Linked DNA regions of Sus scrofa: region 1 is linked to region 2. A link is a contact called in public HiChIP or PLAC-seq data. All regions are on one chromosome and are shown on one strand. The core of a region is the stretch at or near the end of the contact, and the rest is flanking DNA. Distances in the headings are between cores, read along the strand shown. Region 1 has its middle 92 kb from the start of RIN2. Region 2 overlaps RIN2 (ras and Rab interactor 2).

Evidence for each region. HiChIP or PLAC-seq counts read pairs in DNA pulled down with a chosen protein or histone mark.
Region 1: a contact with region 2 is called in an H3K27ac HiChIP or PLAC-seq map of skeletal muscle. The contact joins two enhancer-like sites. A contact is called at or near these places in 1 of 5 promoter capture datasets (fetal liver), 6 of 47 Hi-C or Micro-C datasets (alveolar macrophages, blood, embryonic fibroblasts and 3 more) and 2 of 2 datasets of contacts at active chromatin or transcription factors (alveolar macrophages and skeletal muscle).

What each region holds. Positions count from the first base shown.
Region 1 is chr17:27,846,930-27,852,657 of Sscrofa11.1, forward strand. No RefSeq gene overlaps it. Among named protein-coding and RNA genes, the nearest start is that of RIN2, 92 kb to the right of the region's middle. Within about 2 kb of position 4,057, at least 1 of the 83 cell types and tissues checked has an H3K27ac peak or open chromatin away from gene starts, as enhancers often do. A contact at or near this core is called in skeletal muscle, where this site is marked.
Region 2 is chr17:28,026,280-28,031,697 of Sscrofa11.1, forward strand. It overlaps RIN2 (ras and Rab interactor 2), which reads left to right. Exons shown (of 13, transcript XM_021077420.1): 8 at 3,612-4,176; 9 at 4,212-4,783. Among named protein-coding and RNA genes, the nearest start is that of NAA20, 41 kb to the right of the region's middle. Within about 2 kb of position 3,967, at least 58 of the 83 cell types and tissues checked have an H3K27ac peak or open chromatin away from gene starts, as enhancers often do. A contact at or near this core is called in skeletal muscle, where this site is marked.

The DNA.
Region 1 (5,728 bases), core at 2,807-5,306, 180 kb before region 2:
TTGCCGCCGAGCAGCTCATGGTGCTAAGCCGGTCCCTTTGCCTTGTCCCACTACCACTGATTCATCAGTGCTGGGCTGGCTAACAGGAGTCATGGAGAGAGAACTTGGTATAGTACCTGGCATAGCATCATTTCTTCATATGGTCCGGCAGGTACCTGCTGTATGTGGAGATGGAACTGAAAGGCAAGGCTGTATTGTAGTAGGAGGGGGCAGCAGACTTTAGTTTTAGGCTAAGCATCGTGTGTGTGTGCACGTGCGTGTGCATGCACATGTGTTCAGAATACAGTAAGTATGCCAAAGAGCAGGGGACATCCAGGTGGGGTTAGTGACCAGTGAAGATTTGAGGGTTATTCCACAGAGAAATGCTTGCTGTCCAGTAGAAATACAATGTGAGCCACATGTCATTTTAGATTTTCTAGTAGTTACATTTAAAGATGTTAGAAGAAATAAGTAACATTTTTTTAATTTAAAAAAATTAAAAATTTTTCTTATAGTAGACTTAAAAGGTTGTGTCAGTTTCTGCCATGCAGCGTAGTGACCCAGTCATACATATATATATATAACGTTCTTTTTCTTATACTAGTTCTATCACATTGTATCCCAAGAGACTGGATATATTTCCCTGTGCTGCATAGTAGGACCTCATTTCTTTTTTTCTTTTTTTTTTTTTTTTGTTATTTCTTTGGGGCCGCTCCCACGGCATACGGAGGTTCCCAGGCTAGGGGTCTCATCGGAGCTGTAGCCACCGGCCTACGCCAGAGCCACAGCAATGCGGGATCCGAGCCGCGTCTGCAACCTACACCACAGTTCACGGCAACGCCGGATCGTTAACCCATTGAGCAAGGGCAGGGATCGAACCCTCAACCTCATGGTTTCTAGTCGGATACGTTAACCACCGCGCCACGACGGGAACTCCTCATTTCTTATCTATTCTAAATGTCATAGTTTGTCTCTACTAACCCTGATCTCTGCATCCATCCAGTCCCCCCCTCCCTGCCCCTTTTGGCAACCACAAGTCTGTTCTTGTTTTTGAGTCTGTTTCTGTTTCATAACTAGGTTCATTTGTGCCATATTTTATTTTTATTTTTTAGGGCTGCACCTGTGACATATGGGCATTTCCAGGCTAGGGGTTGAATTGGAGCTGCAGCTGCCAGCTTACACCACAACCACAGCAACACTGGATTCTTAACCCACTGAGCAAGGCCAGGGATCAAACCCTCATCCTCATGAATACTAGTCGGGTTTGCAACCCAGTGAGCCACAATGGGAACTCCCCATTTGTGTCATATTTTAGATTCCACATTTAAATGATATCATGGTATTTGCCTTTCTCTCTCTGACTTAATTCACTTAGTATGACGATCTCTAGTTGCATCCATGTTGCTGCACATTCTCTAGCACCATACACAAAAATAAACTCAAAGTGGTTAAAGACCTAAATGGAAGACCAAATACTATAAAACCCCTAGAGGAAAACATAGGCAGAACGCTCTTTGACATAAATCACAGCAACATCATGTTTGATCCATCTCCTACAATAATGACAATAAAAACAAAAATAAACCAATCAGACCTAATTAAACTCAAGAACTCTTGCACAACAAAGGAAACCATTAAAAAGGGAATAGTAGCATTAATTTTAATATATTTTATTTAATTCAATATTGCCAAAGTATTCAACATGTCAGGGTAAAAAATTGTTAATGAGGTATTTTACCTTTTTTTTTTTTTTTTTTTTGCTTTTTAGGGGCTGCATCCATGGCATATGGAGGTTCCAGGCTAGGGATCCAGTTGGAGCTGAAGCCGCCAGCCTATGCCAGAGCCACAGCAACCCCAGATCCGAGCCTTGTCTGTGACCTATACCACGGCTCACGGCAACGCTGGATCCTTAACCAGGGATCAAACCCTCAACCTCGTGGTTGCTAGTCGGATTTGTTTCCTCTGAGCCACAAGGGAACTCCTATTTTACTTTTTTTTTGTAGTAGGTCTTCAAAACCTGGTGTGTGTTTTCTGCACATCTCAATGTGGATGCCCCCTATTCCAAGTGATGAGGAACCACGGGGCTGGTTTCTGCTGTAGGGGGCAGCCCAGCCATGGAGGGTCTTACTCTGATAACAGCAGCACCTTTTCCTTTGTAGCCCCCTCTTTCTCCCCTCTCCCCTAGATGGCAATGCCTTCTTCCATTAAAGAAAGGAAGAGGAAGGAAGAATTGTCAGGAAAAAGAGAGGGAGAAAAAAATACTCCAGGGCACCATCTTTCACAGCTGGCTTAATCCTCACTAACAAAAAGTCTTTGGGCAAAAAAATTGGGGACTGACACACTGTAACATACTTTAACCCTTTTCAATGGTATTCACATAGAGACTCTAGAAATCTTGTGACAGAGAAACCTGTTTTACCCCTTGTAACTGCACTTTCCCCAGTTTATCAGGGTTATGGAACCGTGTTTTCCTTTAATACTTAACTCATGTCTGTTGTCAGCTTACTGTCTTCAACCTGCCTTTAAAAAAAAAAAAAGTTTCAAGTAGTATTTTTTTTCTTTTTTCTTTTTAAATTAAAGAAAATTTACACTGTTATGTTAGTTTCAGGCATACAGCAAAGTGATCCAATTGTATACATACACATACATATTCTTTTGCAGATTCTTTACCATTATAGGTTATCATAAGATACTGAATATAGTTCCTTATGCTATACAGTAAATCCTTATTGCTTATCTATTTTATATGTAGTTGTTTGTGCACATTAATCCTAAACGTCTAATTTATCCCTCTCCCCACCCTTTCCCCTTTAGTAACCATAAGTTTGTTTTCTATGAGTCTGTTTCTATTTTGTAAATAAGTTCATTTGTATCATTTTTAAGATTCCACATATGAGTGATGTCATATTGTGTTTGTCTTGCTCTTTCTGACGTACTTCAGTTGGTAGGATAATCTGGCAGTCCATCCATGTTGCTGCAAATGGCATTCATTCTTTTTAATGGCTGAGTAATATTCCATTGTGTATATGTATATATATGTGTGTGTGTGTATAACAACTTCTGTCATAGAGCAAGAGGACGTCCTGTACAACATTGCTTTTATCCTGAGGGTCTTAGTTTAAAATCTTTAAGGGCTTTTAAGCTTCTGATGAGAATAATGAGTCCGTATTTTCCACAGTGCATTGCATCTAATAGGTGCTTAATCAGTACCCATTTAATCAATGAATAGTTTTGATCAAGACCCCCTTTTATAAATTTAGCTTTTCTCCAAAAACGAAGCAAAAAGTTAAGATAGTTTAAAATTGTCAAGGTTGAAAACACTTTAATATTCCTTAGAGCAAATCCATTTGGCTTAGGAAAGCAATGTAATTTTGAAATGAATTTGCATTTCCCTTAGAAACACAGCAGTAACCAATGGAAAACAGACACTCTTTGCTGGGGAAATGCTTCTCGTATCCACAGACTGTGAGACCAGCACAGCAAGGTTGGGTCAGCTTCCCAGGCCATTCCACCTGTTCTCCATGACTCAAAGGGAAGTCTCAGAAAGTCTGCTCCTCTTTTTAACATACAGCTATATTTTTCTTATATAAAGACACAATTTTTATACTACTGATGTTTTGTTTTATTTTATTTTATTTATTATCATGATTTTGCTTTTTAGGGCCACATCCCCAGCATATGGGGGTTCCCAGGCTAGGGGCTGAATCTGCGCTACAGCGGCCAAGCCTACGCCGCAGCCATAGCAACTCAGGATCTGAGCCGCATCTGAAACCTACACCACAGCTCACAGAAACGCCGGATCTGTAACCCACTGAGCAAGGCGAGGGATCAAACCCACATCCTCATGGATCCTTGTAGGGTTCGTTAACTGCTGAGCCACAAAGGAAACTCCATGCTGGTGTTATAAGTTTCTGTGTATAAGATTTTATAACATCATAAATGCCCACTGTTAGCTTGGTTAAAATCTATTCTGTGGATTGGTCAGGGTTTGGCTGGTTGTATTTTTCAAAATCAAAACCCCTTTGGGGAGTTCTCTTGTGGCACAGTGGGTTAAGGATCTGGCATTGCCACTCTAGCAGCTTGGGTCACTGCTAATGGCTTGGGTTCAATCCCTGGCCCAGGAACTTCCACATGCTGGGAGGGTGGCCAAAAAATCCTCACTAAAACTCTTTGGAAGTTAACTAATAGCTTTTTACTTGGTGGGTTTTTTTCCCCTTGGATGCTCAAAAACCTGCCTTCAACACTTAGAGGTGCCACTGCAGCAACATTAGTGGAAATTGGGTGCTGGCCGCAACATCTAATACTCTGTTTTGCCCATGTGTTCAGAGCACCAGCTACCTAAAACTATAGTCTAATGTTAGAAGCACAGTGACTACTGAAATACTGCTGGTGGCAACAACCCGCTTTCCTGAAAGGCCAGATAGGTTTAGCAACCTCCCTGGTGTATTTTGTTACATCCAAGTTGGAAATAGATGCCCGAATGCTCAACCTCAGGCAGCAGGTATTAGTGCAGATGCCTACTTCATGCTCCATACTGTGTAATGCCCAGCGGATTACGGGCAAAGGAAAAAGACCCGCATCCCTGAGCAACACCCGTTGAAACAATGTACTTAAGCTGTAAAAGCTCTGCAGTTGGGAGTCCACAGTGTAATCCTTTCAAATAGATGAAATGCTGAATAACATTGACGTGAAATCATGGGCAGTGGGCAAAGCATAACGTACCCAGGCTTCTGGGCACACTGAGGGCATGAACATAGGCATTTGGCTTTTCCTATCTTGTTGAATGAAAGATTCACAGCATAATAAAGATTTTCAAAATAGGTATCTCTGAAGTATGGATGTATTCTCAGGGCTTCACGTATCTCTTCGGGAATTTTCAGAGTGTGTTTTTATTTTAAAGATAATAGTTAATAATTCATCTAACTGTACTCTGCGGTCATCTCAGGCAATGTTTATGAAACTGTGGCTGTAACTCCCCTAGTAGACTCGTTAATGGGTGAAGTTGGGCATTGATTTCAATCGAGTGAATGGAAAATAGCAGGATGTAAGAGTCAGGTATTGTTTTGAAAAATGTTTGTTTCTGTTTTGTATGTATGTGGGAAGGGGGCCTGGGTCCTGATGGGAACTGGGTTTATTACTGTGGGCAGATGTCCAAAGAGCTTGAAAGCCGTTAATCACAGGTCACTGGTTCTCAAGCCTCACTGCACTTTAGAGTCACCCAATGGGATTTGAAAATTAAGGCTGCATGGGTCCCACCCCCAGAAATTCTGCTGGAATGGATTTGAGGTGTGGGGCTTGCTTAAAACTTCTCAACGATGTCGCTGGGGGTGTGAACCCATGAAAAGTTGAGCCTTGTAGCCAAGTCTTGCCGGGTAACTTCAGTCCTGCCTCTGGTTTGTGTTTCTTTGGTTTGCCTGGAGGGCCAAGTTGTCCTGCAGATTGGAATTGGAATTGTCAGAGGGTTTGAGGAGGAAGCAGGCGGGTTGAGGCCATAGATAATGCTTTGCCCTAGGGAAAGGCAGGTGCAGTCCAGTGGGGCGAATGGATGAAAGTTCCCAGTGGATCCTGTGGAGACAACGTGAAGAGAGAATGCAGAGGGTGGAAGAGAGGAATCATGTCAATTGTGTGAGCAATTCCACTGGCCCTTCCCCTCAGAGTTGGCACAGTAGGGGGCGCCAGAGTCTGCAGTCTGTGAGTAGATGCCTCTCCTTCCGGAGAGCCTCCCTAGCAATTTACCTTTAAGGGTGAC
Region 2 (5,418 bases), core at 2,717-5,216:
TTGAAATGAACACATTGAGCAGAGCCAGTGTCAGGCTGGTGGGTGACACATCGTTACATCAAAAAGTAATCCTTACCTCCTTGGCAAAACTCCCCGAGGCCCCTGAGTCACTCCTGAGAGCCTTTCTCTAAGTCAGACGTTGAACCAGCTCTCAGAGGCGGGAGCCAGGTTCACCTGAGTTGCCCCCAAATTCTCCCCGGCATCACCTGTCAACGAGTTTGAGCTCCCCAAAGTGTCCATGTAGGGTGATCTGCATCCTGGGTCAAGTCTTTCTGTGGCACCTTGCCAAGGAAGGCGGGGCCTGGTGGACGGAAAGTCTGGCACTGGCATCGTCCCCCGGTAGGTTTTATCCCAGGGGAAAACGAGGCACTGGCGGCACCTCTGTGCTTTGAGGAATCGACAGCACAGGCCTCCAGAGGAACATCTGTCTCACTTCCTCTCTCACTCAGTTCCTGCCCTGCCACGTCCCTTACTCTGCTGTACATCCTCGATGCAGCCAGCTGGGCACTCGCTTCCCCTCCTGGCTCTTTGCTGAGGCCCCCGAAGCCCAGCATCATGGATGCAGGGACTCGCCTCGGGACATAGGACTCCCCCAGTTTCTTTGTCCCATTGCCCTGGGGAACCTGTGTGGGCTTAACTTTTGCAAAAATGTTCCCCTTCTTGAAGGGAAAGGGGAATTCTCTTAAGATTTCAGGCCTTCAGGAACAACTGGGCCATGGTCTTTTTTTTTTTTTTTTTTTTTTTGCTTTTTAGGGCCGCACTTGTGGCAAATGGAGGTTCCCAGGCTAGAGGTCAAATTGGACCTACAACTGCTGGCCTGTGCCACAGCCACAGCAATGCAGGATCCAAGCTGCATCTGCAACCTACATCACAGCTCACGGCAATGCCAGATCCTTAACCCACTGAGCAAGGCCAGGGATCGAACCCTCAACCTCATGGTTCCTAGTCAGATTTGTTTCTGTTGTGCCACGACGGGAATTCCATAGAACTGCCATAGTCTTTTGAATGGCAGTTTGGGATTCTGGATTCAGGACCAGGATTCCCATCTCCTAGGAAACTGTGATATTTGACCCAACAAATAAAAAATCTATGTGTTACTCCTTTGGCAAGATTTCCTCTCAATCTGAGGAACTTGTTTTGAAACAGGTGCTGTTGCCAAGGGAGCCCATAAAATTTTGTAGGGAAGCCTGGAGGTATATTCACAGTCAGCTCTGAAATTTGGATGCATCTGTGTTGAGTGAGGCCTGTCTGATGGGCCATTGGGTTGTAGGACTGGGAAACAGAATCCTGGTAAAGCTATCAGGGCCTTGCAATGTCCCCACTGCCATCTCTGCCACCAAGCTTTATGCACCTTTGGAGAGAATTTAGAGCATTTCCTGAGTTGAAGGTAATATAATCCACTGGGTTGTTGACCTCCTAAAGACATGCCCTGGGTCCCCATGACCTTTGGTGGCCTCCTGGCTCCGTGGTCGGCCTGCTGTGTGTACATCCTGCCAGGGGCCCGAGGACCCAGGTAACAGGGATGGTACTTGATGTCCCTGTGAAGGGCAAGCAAAAGGAATCCACTCTGGTGGCCACTCTCCAGAGACAACCAAGCTCTCATTAGTGTATATTCAGCTTGTTAATTGTCAACATGCACTTTATCCATTTTGTGAAGAGACAGTGCTTCTTAAAATTCTGTGCCTCATTTATTTGTTCATCCAGCAAGCAGTTCTGGAGGGTCCACTCTGTGGCAGGCACCACGCCCTACAACCAAGGGTCCCTCCCCTCCCCCGCTTCCCAGGTGTACAGTCTGTATGGGAGACTGTACCTGGGAGCCAGGTGTGCTAAGCTTTATAAAGGCCTACAGCTCAACACACCAGGAGGCTAAGGGGGGGGCACTGAGGAGGTGAGAGCGGTTCTACCCAGGCCAAGAGAAATACGAAAAAGGCAAGCCAGTGTGTACTTTTCAATTTTCTAGTAAGTACGTTAAGGAAAATTCAAGGGGGAATTCATTTTTTATTATTTCATCTTTTAGTATGGTATCTGAAATGTTATTGCAATACATCATCCATGTTTTTAAAGTAGTAATAAAACATTTTACCTTCCTTTTTTCACACTGAGTGTTTGAAATCCAGCATGGCTTTTGTCCTTACAGCACACCTCTGTTCAGGCACTAAGTTTTAGGGGGAAATGCATGGATCTCTATTTAGATTTCCTCAGATTTGCAGTTGCAAAAGTGGCCAACCTGGCATTCTCATTGTGGCTCAGCAGGTTATGAACCCGACTAGTATCCATGAGGGTGCAGGTTCGATCCGGGGCCTCACTCAGTGAGTTCAGGATCTCGTGCGGCTGTGGTGAAGGCCAGCAGCTGCAGCTCCAATTCAACCCCTAGCCTGGGAACTTCCATATGCTGAGGGTGCAGCCCTAAAAAGACAAAAAAAAAAAAAAAAAAAAAAAGTACTCACATACCCAGGTTCCAAACAAACTGATGCTTCCCAGTAACTGAATTGAGTGTCAGTTTTGACCTTTAAGTTGATTTCCATGAAATAATATGGAAAATTGAGTCCCTCCATTGCACAAGCAAGATTTCTAGCGCTCACTGGCCGCAGGTGACTGTTGGCTGTCCTGTTGGACAGCAAAGAACAAGAGGGGAGGAAGACAAGAGAAAGTGGCGACTGAAGAGGCACTGCCAGGCATTCAGGGCACAGCTGGGGCAGAGCGGGCTCCAGCCTCAGCTTCTCCCCAGGCCCAGAACTAGCCTTTCCGGGTCCTTGGGAAAGAAACAGCTTCAGCAAACACAAAACAGCAAAGCTGTGGAGAGAGAATCACCTGTTCCAAATGAAAATGACCCCATCACTGCCTCTTTCCGTTTGCATGGAGCACAAGAGATATAGGCAATGTAGCTGCAGGAAGCAATGGGCACCCTCCCCTTCCAGAGAAGGATGAACCAAGCATGAATAGCCAAGGCCAGGAGGCTGCAGGATTGGGAAGGATGGGCAGCAAACCACAAATGTAGATGGTCAAACTTGCACTCAACCTTCGTGTAAGCTGGCTGTCCTGTTTTTTTGCTGATGGGACCCATGAGTGTATTTTTCCTCCTTTTGGGTTTTAATGCTGAATGTGTAAAACCCCAGGCAGATTGTGTAACATCCCCCAGGCCCAGCTGCTGGTCCTGCCCATTAAGGGGGAACTGCCGAGCCCTCTGCAGAGGGCAGCCAGGGAGACGGGGATCAGAAAGGATGCCGCTGCTTTGCGGGCAGATGTGGTCTTCGTGGAGCAAGTGGGGAGCCCCGTGGCCTTTGCCCAGCTTGCACTGTCATCATCCCAGTTCCTTTTGCCTCACCTGGGGAAGCCTGGGCCAGCTCTGTGCGCGGCTGAACCGTCTCCCCTGGGCTTTGACGGTGAAAAGCCTCCAGGGCCTTCCCAAGAGCCCGCAGCTGGTCCTGGCAGCGTTTCTACCCTTTCCAGTAAAGGAATGTAGTTAAAGCAAAGAGAGAGAGAAACACACTGCAGTGTAGCGCCTCCCCTCCAGAGCCGAGTATTGCCCTGCAAGTGTGCTTTTTTTTTGTGAAGGAACAGCCCGAGTGCACTGTATTTACATTCTTGTGTTCACTGATAATGACTTTCAGATTTTTGGAGCTCTCCAGCTGACAGCAAACCCCCAAACCCTCCACCTCCCCATAGGCCTCTCTCCTCCGACGGCGTTGGTCCTGCCTCCCGCCAGCTCTGCCTTATAAATGGAGTGCATTCTATCAAAACCAGGGCGCCTTCGGAGCTGGACTGCAGCCAGACCAACGGAGCCCTCTGCTTTATTAATCCTCTTTTCTTGAAAGTGCACAGCCAGGACCTCAGCGGAGGCCCGAAGCGGCCCTGCACCCGGACTCCCAGCGCGAATGGCACGGAGAGGCCTCGGTCTCCCCCGCCCAGGCCCCCGCCACCCGCTATTAATAGTCTGCACACAAGCCCTCAGCTGCCCAGGAGCGCGGTCCCGGCGAGCATGCCGGAAACAGCCAGCCATCACCCACATGGGAACGTAGCTCTGCTTGGATCCAGACCAACCCCCGTCCCTCCACCCCGGCTCAAGAAGCAGGCTTCTTTTCTGGAGGCGGAGGGCGGCGCAAAGACCTTGACCGGCGGCCGGCCTCGCCTGGAGCCTGAGGGCCTGGCCCGCAGCGCAGGTGGGGCCCCGGCAGCAGAGGAGGTGCTGTTGGTGGTGGAGGAGGAGGAGGCCCCGGGGATTGCACAAGGGCCCGGGCCGCCGCTGCCGCCGCCGCCGCCTCTGCATCCCCATCCCAGCCCCCGTGGCGAGGAGGCAGACAGAGGCTGAGTGACATGAGCATTTCCACTTCCTCCTCCGACTCGCTGGACCTGGACCGCAGCATGCCTCTGTTTGGCTACGAGGCGGACACCAACAGCAGCCTGGAGGACTACGACGGGGAGAGCGACCAGGAGACCATGGCCCCCCCCATCAAGTCCAAGAAGAAGAGGAACAGCTCCTTCATGCTGCCCAAGCTCGTCAAGTCCCAGCTGCGCAAGATGAGCGGGGTGTTCAGCTCCTTCCTGACCCCGGAGAAGCGCATGGTGCGCCGCATCGCCGAGCTGGCCCGGGACAAGCGCACCTACTTCGGCTGCCTGGTGCAGGACTACGTGAGCTTCCTGCAGGAGAACAAGGAGTGCCATGTGTCCAGCACAGACCTGCTGCAGACCATCCGGCAGTTCATGACCCAGGTGAAAAACTACTTGTCCCAGAGCTCCGAGCTGGACCCCCCCATTGAGTCGCTGATCCCCGAGGACCAAATAGGTAAGTACCCACCTCGCCTTTTTTTTCTTTATTATTAAAACAAGCAAACAAACAAACAAAAAAAACTGTAGCCTGGCCAAACAGTGCATCCTATGTCAGTTGTCTGGTAGTTTTCTCTGGTGTTTGAAACAACAACGCACTCTACCCCCGGGCTGATTTGAACTGGGATCGCAGCTGCTTGAGGCAGACGTCATATTATGCCTGACTTGGCTGCTATGTGCCAGGTTTGGACATGTTTTGGGGAACAATCGATGGGAAGGGCAGAACGGCTCTGTTTGGGGATGGAGCTTGCCTTCTGAGGGTCCGCTTGCCCCCTGATTTTGTGCTGTGTGTGTGACCCCCTGTTGAGTGTTTTCTGAACGTGCGTCTCTGCAGGCTCTGCAACCACAGAAAGGTGTCTTTAATGCCTTCTAAGAGGCGGCGGGTGTTTTGTGCTGCTTTGGTTGAAAGTGCCTGTTTTACATTCAGAAGAGGGCAGAGCTCATGGCTGTGTGGCTGGGTGAGTTTCCACAGTGACCACAACTGTATAACAAGCGCCAGCTCAGCAGAACATGACCCACGTCCAGAAGAAGCCCCCTGGGGACCCCCGCCCTGCCGCCTTCTCCCCAAAGGGTAACCGCCCTGCTGGCTTCCAG